Linked DNA regions of Bombyx mori: region 2 is linked to region 1. A link is a contact called in public Hi-C data. All regions are on one chromosome and are shown on one strand. The core of a region is the stretch at or near the end of the contact, and the rest is flanking DNA. Distances in the headings are between cores, read along the strand shown. Region 1 overlaps LOC101737606 (adenylate cyclase type 2). Region 2 overlaps LOC101737606 (adenylate cyclase type 2).

What was found. A called contact is a pair of places that touch in the nucleus more often than the background predicts.
Region 2: a contact with region 1 is called in a Hi-C map of midgut, with 1.8 times the contacts expected there. The contact joins two enhancer-like sites. A contact is called at or near these places in 2 of 7 Hi-C or Micro-C datasets (midgut and whole pupa).

What each region holds. Positions count from the first base shown.
Region 1 is chr11:18,122,965-18,129,820 of ASM3026992v2, forward strand. LOC101737606 (adenylate cyclase type 2) reads right to left here. Exons shown (of 25, transcript XM_012696130.4): 6 at 2,904-3,116. Among protein-coding and RNA genes, the nearest start is that of LOC101738865, 16 kb to the right of the region's middle. Within about 2 kb of position 2,992, at least 5 of the 8 cell types and tissues checked have open chromatin away from gene starts, as enhancers often do.
Region 2 is chr11:18,201,050-18,207,905 of ASM3026992v2, forward strand. It overlaps LOC101737606 (adenylate cyclase type 2), which reads right to left. Exons shown (of 25, transcript XM_012696130.4): 5 at 6,576-6,770. Among protein-coding and RNA genes, the nearest start is that of LOC101738865, 62 kb to the left of the region's middle. Within about 2 kb of position 2,547, at least 5 of the 8 cell types and tissues checked have open chromatin away from gene starts, as enhancers often do.

The DNA of each region.
Region 1 (6,856 bases), core at 1,742-4,241:
ACTATTCTAGAGTATTAAATCACTTTTTCGAGGAACAAATCTAGAATGAACATTCAACAAATGTTGAATTTCTGATACTGAGAATCTTTAGCTTTCTATGATACAGCAATCACGCAGTGTGTAAAAACAGGATTTTTCTGCTTATTGTAGTAGTCCCAAAAACGAAAGCATTCGAAATTTGATAAAATTTTACAAAAGAACCGTTCCTTTGATACGCTTTATTGACAATTAATTATAAGAAAGCCATTGAAGAATTCAAAACGGCGACTTCAGAACAATTTCCTTTAACAAACAATCAAATTATAACACTACACTGAGTATTCGTTACCTCTTTAGAGAACAAACTAGCAATTATGAATATTTAATTCAATTAAGGACGGTGAATGTATTTTATTTTTATTTTTTTCCTTACCTAATTGCTAGTTGGCAGTTTAAGGAGTTATTCCAACTACTTATACTACTACTACTACTACAACAACCTCATAGACTTTGGCTACCACTAGCACAATGTATTACTAACATTGCCGTCAATGTAATAAACATCATAAACATCCAAACAAAATAGTATGTCATTGTATCCATGCAAGATAGATTGGTATTTTCAATAAATTATTTGCTGCATTCTATGTGTTAACGAATCAACGTCGCGTCATACATTGATGGCTGTGATTGGCCAACGATGACGTCATATCGCACGAACCAATAGCAAATCAGGAAACGCAATAGTGGCACCAACTGTCAAAATTAAGAAAAAAGATGGACGCGCATGTCAATTCTATTTTTGTAAAATAACTAAAACCAATTTAATTTGTATTTGAAGAAGTAAACGCATTTATTCAATTTCCTGGCCACCTCAAGATACCTATAAGAAATAAACATACATACGTCTTTATTTATTTATTTTATTATTATTATTATTTTATTATTATTAACGCAATACTATGCTCTTCAAACGAGGCTAAAATCAGTCCCCAGGCTTGGGCAGCTTGGCTATCTCCCTATTACTGACAGGACCAACTCACCACTACATAGACTTTAGGGTCACTGACTTCGAAGGCAATAAAAATGGCGAATTAAGGCTTAAGGAAATTTATGATCGAATTTCTGTTAATCCTGGAAATCAGATTACCGATTCCAATTTTACAAGCCCTTTAAAATGAAAACGAATTATGATATTGACCCGGCGTTATAATCTAAGTTAGAAATGAAGCTAAACGAATTTTCTCAATTCATTCACGAACCGAGGCGAGGTATTGACTCGTATTTATTAAAAAAAAAGATGTGTGGTCTCGTGGGACACCGGATAGGAACGAAGTTAGTTTCTTATTATAAAAATATTAATTTTAAGTTCTATTCGAGGTATAAAGAAAATAATTATTCGGGTATACATTTTTGGAGTTTACTCCTTTAGAATCGATTTACATATATAGGCCCGGGGTATGAAAATTATGGGGACCAAAATCGTACTAGCATGTCACACGAAATGCGTTATGCGCCTGATTGGCTCCTGATTGCGTGATGCGTGCGCGCGCCAATCAGGAGCCAACGCGCGGCCGCGTTATCGCAGGTGACGCCGGGCTGCTGCGCCGGCAGTCCGCCACAAAGCCTCGTACTGATCGCGCGTTTCTCTCATTATTGTATTTTCATATATTTGTTAGTCGTTTGTTTTGTGTCTCGTTAATTTGTTAATAATCTGTAGTGTATCGTGTTGTCGTAATATAGAACTATTTCTCGTATTGTTTCGTTTAATTTTTTATATCCAGTAAACTCCAGTCGTGCGTCGGAGCGGACACACACACTTTTTTATTATGATTTTTTATTGATAAAAAAAACTACTTTACAAAGTTATCAACTTTATTTTATTCACAATGATTTATGAAAAATATATAATAAAAATATGCTATTTTTTGTACGTTACTACAAAGTTAAGTCGTACACTGTGTGCATTACTAATAAAAATCTTACGTTACGGACGTTTTTTCCCGGTTAGGGTACCCCTCCGCATCGTCCCATAAGGAACTTCGTTCCAAAAACTTTATTTTTACAGACCAACATATTGAAAGTCTTATTTAAAATTATATCAATAAGTACAATTAGATGTTCATAGATCTTATATTTCTTTAACCGTTTTTAATTATAAATGTATATATATCAGGAGTCTCGAATAAAATGAAGTATCGCTCACTTAGTCGTCGGGTTCATCGTAATAATTGCTGTTATTAAATTTTGTACCCGGATCCTTCCCGTTCGAATTATTAAAGCAATAATTATAGTGGATCAGAATTTGAAACTATGATTATAAAATTAGAAATTAAATTTCAAAATTTACACTTTACGAGACTGTAAAATGGTTGTGAAAGTAAATCATTTTTCATAGATTACTATACATGGCTATGTGGTGTCCACTTCGATAAAGCGGCACGACACGAGAACCCTCTCATCGTAGCCGCCGGTAACTACATTCCCGATCCTGCGGACAGAATGGAAAGCAGTCGACGTCGCCCCAAACACGGCATTTCGGATCCTCCCGATCCACTAACGGTGCTTTTAGGTACCTCAAGCACCGGTCATCGTTCTCGTCGAACCCGTCGCTTGCGACGAAGGGCTCGACGAGTAAATTAACCCTCAAACACAGCCCACCGAGTTTCTCGCCGGATCTTCTCAGTGGGTCGCGATTCCGAGCCAGTGGTAGATTCTGCGAAGCACTGCTCTTGATAGGGCTAGTGTTAGCAAATTCTCTAAAGTTGATTCCGTGAGCTAACCTACCCGTCTGGGTGTAGCTGTAATAGCCCCATAGGCTACCAGCGAATAGCTAGGAGAAAAATCAGTCAACAGAGACTTTGAAGTCACTTGTATTGGACATCGTACCATCTAACGCGCCATATTCATATTACGATTCTTACCTGTGCAATTTGATCGAACCTCCCGAATAGTTCGTTCAGAGTCTTCACCAGGTCCGATGCGCTGAGTCGTTCCGACAACGGCGTGAAGTTCACGATGTCGGCGTACAGTATGCTGACGTTGTTGTGCCTCTGCACGTGCATCTTGTGGAAGCGTGTCTGCTTCGACGTGTCGACGCACGCGTCCGCCATTTTCAGCATAATCGAACGTTTTACCTGCCAACAATGTATTCAAAATGAGCGGTCAAGTGTAAATTCTTGCATAATTTTTTTTTTATTGCTTACATGTGTGGACGAGCTCACAGCCGGTGTTAAGGGGTTACTGGAGCCCATAGACATTTACGACGTAAATGCGCCACCCACCAAATGAGATATAAGTTCTAAGGTCTCAAGTAGGTATAGTTACAACGGCTGCCCCACCCTTCAAACCGAAACGCATTACTGCTTCACGACAGAAATAGGCAGGGTGGTGGTACCTACCCATGCGGACAAGAGGTCCTACCATATGTCCTATCATATGCTAAAACCCGTAACAAACATTATGGTAAAACTTTTATACACTAAATTCAATTGAGAAAATATGCTCTGATCTTCTTGCAGGCGCTTGTGGCAACCAAATAACCCATTATTATGTACCTAAATCATTCAGATGTAGACAGATAAAGCTGTTATGAGAGAATACAATAATAAAATTAAATGTTATTGACATGAAGAAATACATGTCTTGAATCGAGAATTCCTTCCATTAGGTCCGCGAGCATGTTTATTTGTGTCTATGCTGTAAATAAACACGAGGTGATGTTTTACAAAAAAAATAATTAAATACAAATTAACGTTTATTGAAACGCGTATTGGTTTTCTTATGGAGTTCACGTTTTCAAAGCCCCTTAAATAGAGAGAGGGCGTGCGGTGTATGTGGGACTTGACGTTCTGCAGATGTTGGGAGCAGACCGCGGCCCCAAAGACGTCTTAGGGCCCTAGCGCACGAAGCGATTCTCCTGCGCTCTTACACCCGACGTCCGATCTTCGCTCGGGGTCAAAACCCGGTCAGAGTAAGGGGGTTCCGGCAGTGAACTTTACAACCAGACTCACGGCGCCCCCCGGACGCCCGACGGACGAGTCATCGAGACGATAGTCGACGACCAACGACGCCGGTCTCCGCGGTACGGCGACCCTACCAGACCCTACTAGACCGCCCCGGCAATGCCGCTGGTGTTATAGGATACCCCATAAACTTTGTTTATTTTTCACTTATATAATGGATCCTCGGCACTTGGAGCATATGCATCATGAAATTATTGAAAAATATTTAGAACGATTTCTAAATTCTCTTGAGAGTGACCTCAAAAATATTGTTTACCAACCTCAAGACACGGTTAGTGTCCTGAATTGTCATAACCGTATCACCGATTAGCACATTTTGAACGCATGCTGTATGAAGGTTAAGCTCAGTCTCACAAATTCAAGCTATTCACTTTTCGTGAATCGTAAACATAATTAAAACTATTTTTACGGTTTTAATTTCGCGTTTTCTATTGTCCTTTTAGCTTTTTCCGACTCTTCGAATATTACTTTACAGTTTTCGTAGTCACGGACGTCTAAAGTTTAATTCCTCCAGTTTTCGTCCATCGTCCTAACTACCATTTAGTTTTTTATTTTAATTTAATTAAGAATAAAATATCTATTGACTTTATTTACTGGGAAAAACGTGACATACCACAGAAAATTATTAATCACTTAAATCGATTACCCTGTGGCGGGTAGCTATCATACAACACAAGATATTTGACAGATGCCTGATAATCGACATTGTCAAGATAAGCTTGCATATACACCTACAAGTTCCGAACAGCTACGTTCGGGCCTTCGATCTACCGAGCAATATCACCCGCTCAGTGGAAGATCTTCGCCTCCGCTTCCTCATCAAAAGCGAAGACATTTAATTATTTTTTTTATGATTGAAGGTTTACTGGTGGCCCTGAGGCCTTTCCAGTTTCACCAGGACAGATGGGCAAGCAAAGGCTCAGCCAGGAGAGGTGGGATTTGCTAACAGCTGCCCGAGCGCCTCCGAAGGTGACCTAACAACTCAAGAGCAGTTGCTTCGCGAATAAATCTACCACCGGATCGAAATCGCGACCCGCTGAGGAGATCCGGCGAGAAACTCAGCGAGCTGATGCATGGGTTAGGTTGCACGTCGAACTCTTTGCCGAGTTCCACAAGTACGCTATACCACAGTCCCTAAGCCTGCTCCGAGTGTTAGAGCTGAAGGCGTCTAATGCAAAGGTTATTGGATCTGATGAATCTATAAGGACGTGTCTAGGGCGTCGACGGTGACTGGCTCCTGCGTGACGCATAGCCTTATCGAAGTACCGTTCCGACGCTGACTTCATGTATTTCCTGATCGATTCAAGGCCCAGGTCATCGTGTAGGTCAACGTTCCTCACGAACCACGGAGCTCCGACAGCTAACCTGCAAAAGCGGGATTGTAGGGTTTGGAGATTTTTGAGTTATGCATAACAAAATACGAAATGCGGCATCGAAATCTCGATTATACTGTCGCATCGGTAATCCCGCCTACTAAGCCAGGATGTACGATATTTTCACAGCATACCTGATGCCATGTTTGTGCCATTCCGTTTTTATATTTTTTACAAATTCGAATCGAATCCTTATTTCTCCATCTTATTCCCATATCACAATAGTTTCTTTATCGCAACCGTTAGCACGAAGTTGCCAAATTTGAATCGCTGCATCTTCGCATCCCACGACACGAGTGTACCGGGCGTCTTACCCATTTGCTCGCTTGCGCGTCGCTCGGGTTCATTAGTTTAATTTACAGTTTCTGACGTACGAATATTTACGTTCGAGAACACGGTCATCCGTGACTAGCACTAACAGGGGAACAGTTAGCTGGAACCGTCGACAAAAAAGAAACGGCTTTCTACCAAGCGGACGTGCGGTCTTGTAGACATCTTATTACTCATACCTGCCCATAATTCCACCTCTGACGTCACTGCACTGACCGTTTTTGCGTCATCGGATTACGTTTAGGAATGCCCCAATGGCAGATGACAAATGCTTTGATCTTTAAATTAAAACCCGAACTAAGCAGAAGTTTTTAACATCTTTGTAGCATTATTAATGTGGACCGTCTTTTTTGACATCCTTGTGTATATTATTTTGAATTTATCTGCGGTTTTTTCATTTTCTTTTTCTATACTCTATACTAATATTATAAAGAGGAAAGATTTGTTTGTTTGTTTGTTTCGAATAGGCTCCGAAACTACTGGACCGATTTGAAAAATTCTTTTTCCATTAGAAGCTGACATTGTCCCTGATGAACATAGGCTACTTTTTTTTATTTTTTTTTTATTTATTTTTTTGTTTCATGTATGTTTTAATGTTTCCGAAGCGAGGGCGGGTCGCTAGTGTTATAATATAATCCTTTTAAAAATAATTAGGTAGAAGTGTTAATAATATACATTTATATTATACAAGCGGGCCGCTCCGGCTTCGCTCGGGTCTTTAACAAAAATTTTAAGGATATTTGACGTTGTATTATTTTTTTTAAATAAAAGGACACATATTGCGGCATAACTATAATAGTTAGACATATGCTGTCGCGGATGCTGTTCTACAAAGTCGTAGTACATTATTTTATTCTATCATCAATAGTTTTCGCAGGGCACGCGATGTAAAGAATATTTTAGGTATTTTTTTACACCTTGGGTTACATTATTGGAGTTTTAGTAAGGATCCCTAATTTTTTCCAAAAAAAATTATAGCCTATGTCACTCGGGAATAGTGTAGCTTCCAAACAGTGAAAGAATTTTTCAAAACGGTTCAGTAGTTTCGGTGCCTATTCAATACAAACAAACAACCAAAACTTTCTTCTTTATAATATTAAGTATGATATATATTATATATGTACCAACCTTCTGTTTTGGTGTTACACA
Region 2 (6,856 bases), core at 1,297-3,796, 78 kb after region 1:
CCAGTAACCACTTAACACCAGGTGGACTGTGAGCTCGTCCACCCAACTAAGCAATAAAAAAACCGACTCAATTTCACATGAGACAACTCTAACTTGAATTCCTTGAATATGGAACGTTGATTGAACAGAAAACTAATTTAGCACCGCTGCGATTTGAAATTCAATTAAAACGGAAGATTGACGTTAAAAAATATGGCGTATTGATGAAATGAATGTATTCGAATTAGCCATCGTGAAAATCATATAGCTAAAAAATACTTCTAAATGTATCAATCCTACCACATGTGCACTACGTGCGATCTACCACGATCTACGATCAATGAATACGTGTATGTTTTTTTTTACAATGAAGATATTTACATATTTCATCCGGGTATGATTTAATATTTGGCTGACTCCAAATAACCATTTTTATATGTCTGAAGTGTCTGAACAAGTCAATTTGAATTTTAATTTATTTGAATTCCAAAAACTACTTTTTTTTTCTAGGGATCAATCTTAATGTTAATTTTAGTTTGAATTTTTTATTGTTTTAAATGAGTAGGCGTGGTAGTGGACAGACTTGTGCTAAGAGAATATTTCAAGTTGAAATCTTAATGTCAGTCATGACGAAACTTACTTGTGCGGGCGTACAGCTAAAAATGTAGTTAATTTGCGTTCCCTACACAATATTATTTATTTATCGTGAAAGTCATCCTTGAAGAAATATTCATTAACAGAAAATACTTCATAAGGTATAAGATTAAAGAAACGAACATTAGCCCAAATTTATTCGTTTTATACAAACCTTTTTTTTTTATTGTACCTGATGGTTGAACGAGCTAACGGCTAATCTGGTGTTCAGTGACCGGCATATATATGTCTATATATACATCACAACATACATACTGCTCATCTTGAGCCATGACATGGAAGTCTAGTTTGTATTGCACAGCGGCTGTACTAATTTTGAACCTACAATGCTACTGGATAAAAATTTGCAATGGTTTTGTCCATGCTATATGATCCCCCTTACAGTTAATGCATATCCACGGAAATGGAATAATATGTATTGTAGACGCGAGATAAGCAAACTACGAAAATATTTGAAATTTGGTCGTTGCAAATGAAGGACACAGACTGCGGGAAGAAACGATAAGAAGCGGCAGTTCTGCGTTAAAGGAAGGATGCACAATACCTTTATGTAGTCCTTACTGCAGACTCGTACCACTTCGCGATGAGAAACACCAACGATTTCACTTATTTACGTATTTAACATACCAAAGACACGAAGTGCGCGCGCGGTTGTTCAGCCATATTTTTTTCGTCTCGATGTCACCACACGATCTCGCTCGCACGCGTCCGTAGGTAAAAGTGCCGGAGAGGGATGGGACAGGATTTGCAAAACCAAATTAAAATGTTGCTAATTTTCGAAACTTAAAACTAACAGTTTTAAACCAGCGCAACCATGTATATATGAGTTATTTTGGCTTCCGGATCAGAATCCTTCCCGTCGGTATTTCCCCTGCCTAATCGTTGGTAACGTATGTGGCTATTTTAACTGCGCGCTAACTCGTAGGTGAGCTCAAGGGGTCTCAACGTTAAAGGAATTGCTAATACTAGCTCTAGCAAGATCGGTGCTTCACTGGATCTGCCACCGTTTTTTTTATTGCTTTGACATGTGGACGAGCTTAGGGCCCACCTAATGTTAAGTGGTTACCGGAGCCCATAGACATCTACAACGTAAATGCCGCCACCCACCTTGAGATATAAGTTGTTAGGTCTCAGTATAGTTACAACGGCTGCCCCACCCTTCAAACCGAAACGCATTACTGCTTCACGGCAGAAATAGGCGAGGTGGTGGTACCAACCCGTACGGACTCACAAGAGGTCCTACCACCAGTAGCTGTCATATGTCTAATACAGGTTAGTCAGTCGCCGTGCAAGCTTCTAAAGCGAGCGAACTATAGAAACCCATAGACCGGCAACCGTTTTAGGAAAACCATTCAAAATTCAGTGATTTTCCACAAAACGTGGAACTCTATGGTATCATGCTCCCATTGCGTGTCACATCACGGGCACTCGCCGAGTTCGTGATCTTTAAAGCGATTCACTCCAATGTGAAATTTTTAGCGACCTTAATAACACATGTAAATATCCTTTTTCTAATGATCTAATTCTATCAAACGCTACCATTTAACACTTCGATGAGTTTGAATGAAGATATCTCGAAATTAAATTCGATGTGGTCGTGAGACATTAGTACGTTTTCAATTAACAGTTCGAATACTAAACTTGACCTTAGTTCTGATGGTTAGTTCCTTTTTTAATATGATGATGATGATGTTAGGCAAAAGATTAGAAATAATTTAAACCTAAATTAATTAATTAAATCCTTGGTAAGTCCCCCTGAGGTCAGGGCGGTAACCGTCCCGTCTGGTCACTCAGGTAGTGCCGCTAGTGTCCCGGGATACTCCGCTGGGTTGGAGCTATCTGGCCGGGTCGGAACGCGATACTCCGCCAACCGGTCGCTCTTATGTTGTCACTCCTGGGCGGCGCACTGGTGCAAGTAGCGCCGTTCGGCCTTGACCCCCTCAGCGATGGGTCTTGTCTTATGGCCACGTGTACTGTAGTATTGTAGTGTACCCATATAAAAATAATATAAAAATGGCCACTAAAAACAAACAGACTGGCACGCTGGCGATCGGCGCAATGCGGTCCCAAATTCGTGGGTCGGGGCGAGGCAACAGACTAGTACACCATATTATGCAATGGACTGCACCACCCCGACATGGGGGCGACGCACCACCAGATCGGGGCCTCCGAAATTTGAAAGAAGCTGGCTCAACGACCCGGTCGTCACCATCAGCCGAGGGCCCAACTTTATGATATGAGTTAGTTTTGATATTAGAAACTTTTTGATATGAGAATGGTTTGAAAAGTTCCGGCGACCGTCCAGGTCGAGACCAAGACCAAGATACCTCAAGTTGGAAACCCCGTCCTTGATATTAAGTCCTGTAGATATGAGAAAAAAACTATATAATTTTCCCTACCTAATAGTTGGTAGCCTAAGGGGCCATTCCAACTTCGCGCGGACCGGTAATTTCCAGTGATTGTAAATATCATGTAAAGTGTATTGAAATGACTTAAGCATTTTTATCTCGATATAAGAAATGCTCCTGAAGTGATAGAAACCGTTAAAATATGACCAATTGAGTAAAAAAAAAACGACACGCGAAGCCATTTAGCACGAACAAATTTACAAATATTCATTTTTACACATCAAACTCAGCATTACTTTAAAATTCGGTTTATTTCAACGTGTAATAGTGATAATTGAAGATCTAACAAAAATACGTGACGCTACACTTATCATTAAAAACTAGATCTGTCATACAGTTTCAATGTAGGTGACCATGTAAACTGGTTATAGTCTCTTAAAACTGGTTCTTCCACTTTAGCGGTGTTTTAGGTCTGCGTTGACAGTTTTCATTGACCCTTCAATCCAACACACCATTTTTTTTCCTACTTATGCTGATAGCCTTGAGAGGCTATTTCAACTTGTCCTTGACGTGTAGGTGAGCTCACAGGGCTCAAACCGTAGTGTTGCTAACACTGGCCCTAGCAGCAAGAGCAAGAGCAGTACTTCGCAGAATCTACCACCGGATCGGAAACGCGACCCACTGAGAAGATCCGGCTAGAAACTCAGTGGGTTGTGTCTATGGGCTAATTTACTCGTCGAACCCTTCGTCGCAAGCGACGGGTTCGGCGAGGACGCTGAACGGGCAACGCACTGATGTTTAGTCCCAGTGTGCGGAAAAGAGGAACCTAGCTTGCTTTAGCTTCTGGGTTGATTATTAGCTGGTATTTTTAATGTTAAATTACTTTAGTGCTGTACTTCAGTATATAATCCTATTTTACATTGGGATTTTTTAAAATTTCGGATTGGGAATTTTATGTTCCCTTTAAAACATTGCTAAAGCTGAAAAATGCCTCATATGCATGACACATCTACTGATGTTGCTATCAGCCGCGCATAGAACAAATTGAAGACGGTTAAATTTTCGACTGATTGTGGATTATTTATCTAGGAACGCAAGATTTAATGATGATAATGATGAATTAGAGATTATTTTAAATACTTGTAATTAGAGTGACGCACAGTATCAATCGTTTTATTTGAAATTCATATGAATTAATTTGGATTTCTTTCCTTAAAATATTCATGAATTGTTTATACATATTCGACGTAAGTTATCTATACATCTCTACCAAATTATAATCACGAATATTTTAAAAATAATTTTATCAACTCTTGACGTGAGTTATATAAAAAATGAATAGTTTTTAAACTAACGATCTACGTGGGACGCTTACGAAATCCATAATGAATTTTCCTCCCATTATATTTCACTACGATGTTTATTGCTCTATAAACTGTTAAGAGTGCCTCAAAAGCTTTTAATATCAAAGAACATGACCAATGAAACCATTTTTCTTGTTGAATTGACGCTTCAGCTAGGCAAAAGGGATTCTCTTGAAGGCGTCCGTGGTTAAACACCGATCGAGGGTCGCATTTCATTCGTGCTCAATTGTGCGGAAACGCAAATCTATCGATTATCGATATAATGACTCGGCCGGGAGTTTTCGACTCTCGATAGTGGTAACATTCGATACTTTACGAAAGGGATCTTTGTTTGCTTTGGGCCCCAATCAATGAGAAAACCGTATAGGATTAACGAAGACTTCAATCGTATAAGAATAGGTTTAAGTAGAGTATGCTTTTTGTACACTATTATAAATATATTAAAACCATTAAAATTAAAAAAATATATATATTTAAACATTAAAATTATAGAGGCAGTTTTTTCGCTAATAACCTATAATTAGCATTTATAGGATTTAGATTTTATATTAGATTATTAGAAGATATTAAGTATATATATTAAATTAAATCGCTGGTATCTAGATAAATCTGTATATAAATTGTATTTCTTACAAGTGAAACACGATTTGGCTCGACTATAAAACTCACTAACTGTATGTATAACAATGAATAAATCGCTTCACCTATTAAGCATTGACGGAACTACCTTTTTTCTAAGCCATCTAAGCCTTCTTACCATCTAAGCAATAAAAAAAAGATAGTGACTGGCCAAAATATGCGGAGTATCGATAAACATATGTGCACGACTAAAAAAAAGAAATATACATCGCCGTACATATTTTTACGAGAAAATATTTTGTCAACATCATTGGCATTTATTTGAGTTCTTTTTTGAAAACTCCCTACAAAATCAATCATTTATATTCAAGCAGGTTCTGTTTGATTTAATTCATAATATAGTTTTAGTATCGCTCATTTATTATTGAAATTTTTTACATAAATAATTTTAATCGTTTTGATCAAACCAGTTTCCCAAAAGTCAAGGACCGGAACATCTGTCTACTAAAGCAAATTTAATAAAATGTTTTTAAATAAAAAAAATAATAATAATACATTTGGAAGATTAAAATTAAAAACACGTTCATCTCCACTTTTTTTTTTCTGGCCGGTGGCCGAACCTCCTACGAGGTCTCCGTGCCTAGGTGGCGCGCGGGGTATGTGGGACTTGACTATCTGCAGATGTCGGGAGCAGACCGCAGACGCAGGACGTTTTAGGACCCTACCGCCCTAAATGACTCCCCCGCACTCTTATACCCGACGTCCGATCTCCGCCCGGGGTCAGAACCCGGTCAGAGTAAGGGGGTTCTCATGGTCAACACTACAACCACGCGGCGCCACCTCGAGGACGCCCGACCGATGGTTCGTCGAGGCCATAGTCGAAGACCCACGATGCCGGTCTCCGTGATACGACGGCCCTAGCAGGCCGCCCAGTCGATGCCTCTGGTGTTCCGTGATACCCCGCTGGGTCAGAACCAGCGAACCGTCGTAGCGACGACAGCGTAGCTACGACGGTCCGAAGCGACAAGCCCGGTCCTATTTTTGCAACCAGGACGCCCGGGGCAGTACGCGAGCGTGTGCTCCGTCGTGTCCTCGTTGCAGCCACTACAGTTGTGGAACTTCGGCGTCGGCTCCCTCCGGGCGACGAGGTGCAGGTAGCGATCGAAACAATCATGCCCCGTGAGTACCTCCGTCGCTCGGAAGGTGAGAAGTCCTCGGTCGCGATTCACCCAGTCCGAGAGGACCGGGCGGATCGCCTCGACGATCCTTCGCCCGTAGGCGGGGTACGCATCCGGGGTAAATATAATTTCATGAGTAGGTACTGAATAAGTTAAAAATATTTGTATTTTGATTTTTATCATATGTTTCATAAGCAAGGATAATGTTCCATCGACTTTTACCTTACGTTTAACAATAATGTAGAGATGTCCTATCAGCTCATCTCCAAATTTCCCCCTCTGCTCTGTAAATCGTTAACTGAAATTCGTACCGCAGTAGCCAAATTTCCCCCTCTTCTCTGTAAATCGTTAACTGAAATTCGTACCGCAGTAGCCAAATTTCCCCCTCTTCTCTGTAAATCGTTAACTGAAATTCGTACCGCAGTAGCCAAATTTCCCCCTCTTCTCTGTAAATCGTTAACTGAAATTCTTACCTCAGCAGCAATATACGCTGGTATGACGGAGAGAAGCAGTCGTTCCTGCTGCTCCCTCTCGCACTCCAACTTCACGCGCTGTTCAAGACAAGTCCTGGTGCCGGCGAAGGTATTCCGGTGCGCCCTCTCGGTCAGCGCGCGGTAGTACATTCCGATCCCACTCGCGGAGAGCAGAAGCGCTAACTCGCACACCAACTGCGAATGATATTATTAAAATGTAATTTTTAATAATAAAGTTGTTTTTTTAAGTGTAAATTTCTTTAGGATCGTTATGATTCGAA